Linked DNA regions of Gossypium arboreum: region 2 is linked to region 1. A link is a contact called in public Hi-C data. All regions are on one chromosome and are shown on one strand. The core of a region is the stretch at or near the end of the contact, and the rest is flanking DNA. Distances in the headings are between cores, read along the strand shown.

Region 1 (2,841 bases), core at 121-2,620:
AGAATAAATTATATTTTAATTGTGTCAGGGATGGTGGTTTTCTAGTAAACTCTAATGATAGAATTGGACCCTTATTGAAATATAATACTCATGTAGGAGAAGTATTTGTATCGTACGACAGTTTAGCTTTTCTAAATGGGATTGTTTTGGGTGCAAATAATTTGTTTATTCTAGTAACTAAATCAATAAAGAAAATGAATTTTAGAGTTTAGTATTCACAATCTGAAAACAGCTTCCAAAGTTAATAAAAATTAATAAATTAATTTTTAATTTAATCGATTCAATCACAAAAATTCAATTTATTAAATTTTTATTTAATTAGTTGAACCAATTTATTTGATTTTGATTTACAATATATGGAATGGATATAAATAATAACTTTCAAAAATATTATCAGAATTATTTTTAACTTTCATGTAATTTATTTAACCAAATGTTAAACATTAGTTCAGAAAAAAAAGTTTTGCAATTATTTCAATAAAGTTAACTACTAATATTATCATTTGGACCTACTAATAACATTATAAATTAGAACACCATTAAGGTAATAATTTTTTTTCGCTCAGTCGATAGGAATTTATTAATAAGAGAAAGACGTTGATAAATGCCAACCTCTCCCATAAATATATTACAAAAACTACAGAATAACCATTCAAAGTAGAGCACTCTTGGCGTGAAACATCCAACTCTTACACAAACAAACAAATTGTTGAAAAATAGAACTCAAATCATCACCCCTCAAAACAGTAAATACATAAGAGTAAGAGTGAAATAAGATAGAAAAACACAGGACTCCTCACCTGTTAGTAGTAATAGCATCAGCCATTCCATTACTGAGAACAAATGCGAATGTTATCATATGGTGCTAATGTTATGTAATGTTATTCAGTTTTGTCTTGATGTTGTCATGTTTTCGGCTGCTTAGTGTTTCTTGGCCTGTTAATGCGGCAACAATGTGTATGTACTGGTATTCATCACTATTAATACATTTTTTTCTATTTTTCAAAAAAAATATCGATGAAAATATCTTTAGCACCATCCAGCATCTTGCTCTTAAATTCTTCACACTAATATATGAACTTTTTTTTAAACCAGAATTTCGTATCAACAAATTATAAAATTAAATGGTAAATTGTAAATAAAAATTGAAAATCAAATGCATTATTAACTACATGCAAATACCATTTTCTTTGTGGTAAGAGAACACAACGGATCATAACATATATCACCCTTCACCAACCTAGCAGGGCCTTGCTATCACAAGCTTCGGCATGTCAAGAATGTGGAACTCAACATTAAACTATATTTTTTTTGGTGCATATCTTTTGTTATTTATATGATACCATAGAAACCCATATTTTTTCCCTTGATAACATGGAATTATTCACCTTTGCTTTGGCCCTTCTGGTCGGAGCTCTTGTTGTAAACGCCTTATGGCGATGGCGGTTCGACCGGAAATCGTTGTTTAAGACTAGAAAACTTCCTCCAGGTCCACCAAGGTGGCCTATAGTTGGCAATCTTCTTCAATTAAGCTCACTCCCACATAGGGACTTAGCTTCCTTATGTGACAAATACGGTCCACTAGTTTACCTCCGGCTCGGTAAGGTAGATGCCATCACCACGAATGACCCAGATATCATACGTGAAATACTTCTTCGCCAAGACGAAGTCTTTGCTTCTAGGCCACGAACCCTAGCTGCCGTCCACCTTGCCTATGGGTGTGGCGATGTTGCCTTGGCTCCCTTAGGCCCGCATTGGAAACGTATGAGAAGAATATGTATGGAGCATTTACTAACAACAAAAAGGCTTGAATCATTCGCAAAACACCGAGCCGACGAAGCTCAACATTTGGTGCGAGATGTAACGGCCCGAGCCCAGAACGGGCAGCTCGTAAACCTAAGGGAAGTATTGGGTGCGTTTTCAATGAACAACGTGACTAGGATGTTACTAGGGAGGCAATATTTCGGGGCCGTATCTGCCGGCCCAAGTGAAGCCATGGAGTTCATGCACATAACACATGAATTGTTTTGGCTCTTAGGTGTGATCTATTTGGGGGATTATTTGCCCATTTGGAGGTGGGTGGATCCTTATGGATGTGAGAAAAGGATGAGGGAAGTAGAGAAAAGAGTGGATGATTTCCATAAAAGGATCATTGAAGAACATAGGAGGGCAAGGGAATTGAAAAACAAAGAATATGGAAAGGATGGTGATTATGGTGAAGAAATGGATTTTGTTGATGTTTTATTGTCATTACCTGGTGAAGATGGAAAGCCTCATATGGATGATACTGATATCAAAGCTCTAATTCAGGTTCCATCATCCTCTTTCATTTATTCTTTTACAATTCTATATTCCAAATTAAAAGAATTAGAATTTAGGGTTAATTGCATCATACATCCTTAAACTATAATTCAAGTACTAAATTAATCTTTTTAACTTCAAAACGTTTGAATTGAATTATGAAAGTGTCAATATTGTATCCAAATTAAATGATAACTCAAATCTAAAACTATATTTAAAATATGTAAATCAAATTGAAATACAAATACATATTCCAAGCAACTATTTTCAATATCAATTTAAACCTACTAATAATAGTATAAAAATATAAGATCAAATTACATAAAATAAAAGTTTAGAATTAAATCATAAATTTCATCATATTGAGGAACTAAACTACATTAGACCTTTTATTTTAGCTCTAATTTTACAATTTTGTTTCTTTTAGGATATGATAGCTGCGGCAACAGATACATCGGCTGTGACCAACGAATGGGCAATGGCGGAAGTAATAAAGCATCCACATGTCCTCTGCAAAATCCAAGATGAGCTTGATTCAGT
Region 2 (3,238 bases), core at 47-2,546, 370 kb before region 1:
AATGCCACATGTGCCAAAGAATTAAGAAGCATGTTATGGAAAAACCCAGAATTTGATTCAGTAATCTACAATTGGACCATCTACTAATATTTTTTTTCGATATTTTTCATATTTGTTTTACAATTTATTTTTGGGTTATTGGTGCCTCTATCTAATAATTAATAGACGATATAATTCATTGTATTGTAAAATACTATTCTTTTACAACATTTGTGAAATGAAACACTAGAAAGTTCCATCATCTTCTTTTTCTTTTTATTATTATTAGCATATGTGGGTTTTGGTTCGACGGATCAGTTTAGTTTATATTATTTCAGCTTTTAATTTATTTGTATTTTGTATTAGTTTAATTTTACTTTATAGTTACTCAAGATTTATTTTTATTGTGCAATGATTATACTATATTTGTATTTGAAAATTCTATAGAAAAAAATTAAAATATTGTATTTTAATATTTTTAATTTTTCAATCTATAAATTTTATTTTGAAAAGATTTAAACCTAAAATATCATAATTTTGTTTTTGAAATATTATTATTTTAACCAAAATTATATTTAATTATTATATCATTTTTCATAATTATTTTAGCCGCATTCTACCTATCCATAATATAATAATTAATAAAAATGGTCTATAAATTATGTGATTAGAGTTTGGCTACACTTTCTTTGCAACAAAGTAAAATGTATTTATCGCTTCCATTCTTAAAATAGAAGTGCAATTATTTCAAGTAATAGCATGAAATGTTATTTAAATTAGATTGATTTGATTAAAATTAATTGAAAAATTAGTTGAAAACCAATGATACAACAAACTTTTCTTTTCTTTGATTTTAAAATTTAAAATGAAAAATTAATAATAAAAGATAATGAAAAATAACTTAAAATCATACAAGTAATTTTTGAAAATTTATAATTATTAATTTAAAGAATTTATGCTTTGAAATACTTTTGGATGTTTAAATAAATAAAACGAAAGATGATGGAAGTAGAATAAATATTTTAATTGAGTAACTACTTGAGTATTTATATCAAGGTGTTTTAATATTTTCAAGTGCATGAAGAATAAATTATCTATTTATTGAATAAGACTTAACAAGAAGAAACGAGAAATTAATAACTAATTAAGATCAAAATGTTTAAACAGTTTATGAAATATAAGTTATAAATTTACAATCAGTCAAATCGAATCGAATTCATTTAATTTTAATTTTTTATCAAATAAATTCAAAAATTATAAAGTCGGTGTGAACTTAAGAGAAAGTTTCCAAAATGAGGGTAAAAAGGGAAAACGGTGGCGTATGGGTAAAGCAAAAGAGTTTATTTTGTAATAATGAGTTTACAGGCTTTTAGATAATTAATTAAAAGAAATTGAGAACTTCCACATTAATTTCCGATCATCTTCATCTTCATCTCCATCGTAGAGCGCCTAGTGTTTGAATTTATATAAATTCAATCAAATACAAAAACTGGGTCGTTTTAGAAGAAGGGTCTCGTCTCTAATTTTGGCGGGTTAAATTGAAAAACATAAATGGCGAATCTATATGTGAAGGCGGTACCACCGGCTGATCTGAACCGGAACACCGAGTGGTTCATGTACCCAGGTGTATGGACTACTTATATCCTATTCCTCCTTTTCTCTTGGCTCCTTGTTCTTTCCATCTTTGGTTGTTCTCCTGGCATGGCTTGGACCATCGTTAATCTCGCTCACTTCCTTGTACGTTTCCTTTTCTCTTTTAATTGTCTCTTGGTATTTAATGTTGAATTGGGTCCCTTTTTTTGCCTGCAAATTAGCCCTTTTTTTGTGTGAATTTGCTCTGTATTGGTTGGTTTTGATTAATTTTCCTTTTGGGTCTTTTATGATTTGTTGATTAATGTTGTTGAGCTGTGGGGGTTTTATTGTATGCCTTACAGTCTTTATTTGTGATAGGACTATTATTTGAAAGTTTTGAACTTTTCCTTTTTTGTTTTTCCGTCCTTGCAATGTATTGGGAGCTGAAATTATATCGAGTGATATCTTGTTTATTGATAGGAAGTAAGGAAATTAGGGATTTTACATTGAACAATGTCCTTAAGTTTTGAAAAATGCGTTTCGAGTTGAGATATAGGCTGCCTCATACTCGTAATCTCGGAAATTATGGCTTTGGGATTCGAAATTAGTCTATGTCCATCGCATTGGTAGCTTCACTAAATAATTTCCCCAATATATGTATTTGTTGCAGTTGCTTATTCATCTACTTACATTATGTCGTTAACTGAAGTTTTTCGACCACTTAGCTTCATGGTAGTTCTATCTAAGCCGATCTTATGCTTTGTTCTAATGTAAAGGTGATTTGCTAGTTTACTTCACATACCATGCCTTAAGCTTTTTTCTAAGGAACTTCCTTTTTTCTGGTTTTGGTCATGTGCTCACTACTGCTTGATAGTATCCGAACCAACAATGAGAGATTTGTCTATTTTTCAGGTTACTTACCACTTCTTTCACTGGAAGAAAGGAACCCCGTTTGCTGACGATCAAGGAATTTACAATGGCTTGACTTGGTGGGAGCAGATAGACAATGGAAAGCAGCTAACACGCAACAGAAAGTTTTTAACCGTTGTACCTGTTGTGCTGTAAGTCTGTTATATGATATATTTCACAATTTTGTTTCCTGTATCTTGCTGATGATCTTTCTTATTATTTTGTGCTGTGCCTCTGAATTCATGTGTACGAGTGTGCATGTATTTGTTTTCGAGCTTTGAATGTAATGAACTATATGGATTACTAGGGAAGCAATGAGTGCGTAAACACGGATACCCACCGATCATACACAGCATGTTCATGTTGGATTATAACAACTGGGTTTTTATACATGACTATTCATGTTACCTTGCTTTTAACAAAAGAGTAGATTTTAGTGTATCGTGTATTTAGTTTTAACATAGTTTATGCGTAATTCATGATTTTTCTAGTTCCGTCAGAGAGCATTAGCTGCTTCCAGTCTTTTTGGAATCCGTTTGCTGACCTTGGGTCATTCAATCACCACTTTTTTTTTACAGATACCTGATAGCTTCGCATACAACAGACTACCAACATCCTATGCTCTTTCTGAACACACTTGCAGTGATCATCCTCGTTGTTGCCAAGTTCCCAAACATGCACAAGGTCCGGATCTTCGGAATCAATGCAGACAAGTGAGTTTTCCTCCCCGTTCAGAACAGTTGATTTCACCAGCTAGAAAAGCCATACATACAGCTCC

What was found. Hi-C and Micro-C count contacts between places; a contact is called where the count stands out from the background.
Region 2: a Hi-C map of leaf shows a contact between it and region 1, with 4 times the contacts expected there. The contact joins the promoter of LOC108478278 here to the promoter of LOC108477801 in region 1. A contact is called at or near these places in 2 of 5 Hi-C or Micro-C datasets (both in leaf).

Annotation. Positions count from the first base shown.
Region 1 is chr12:91,154,182-91,157,022 of ASM2569848v2, reverse strand. LOC108477801 (cytochrome P450 703A2) reads left to right here and starts at 1,370. Exons shown (of 2, transcript XM_017780293.2): 1 at 1,370-2,310; 2 at 2,729-2,841. The coding sequence starts at 1,375.
Region 2 is chr12:91,527,767-91,531,004 of ASM2569848v2, reverse strand. It overlaps LOC108478278, which reads left to right and starts at 1,296. Exons shown (of 4, transcript XR_008275801.1): 1 at 1,296-1,716; 2 at 2,464-2,612; 3 at 3,039-3,238. It overlaps LOC108479543 (bifunctional fucokinase/fucose pyrophosphorylase), which reads left to right. Exons shown (of 8, transcript XM_017782216.2): 8 at 1-241. The coding sequence ends at 87.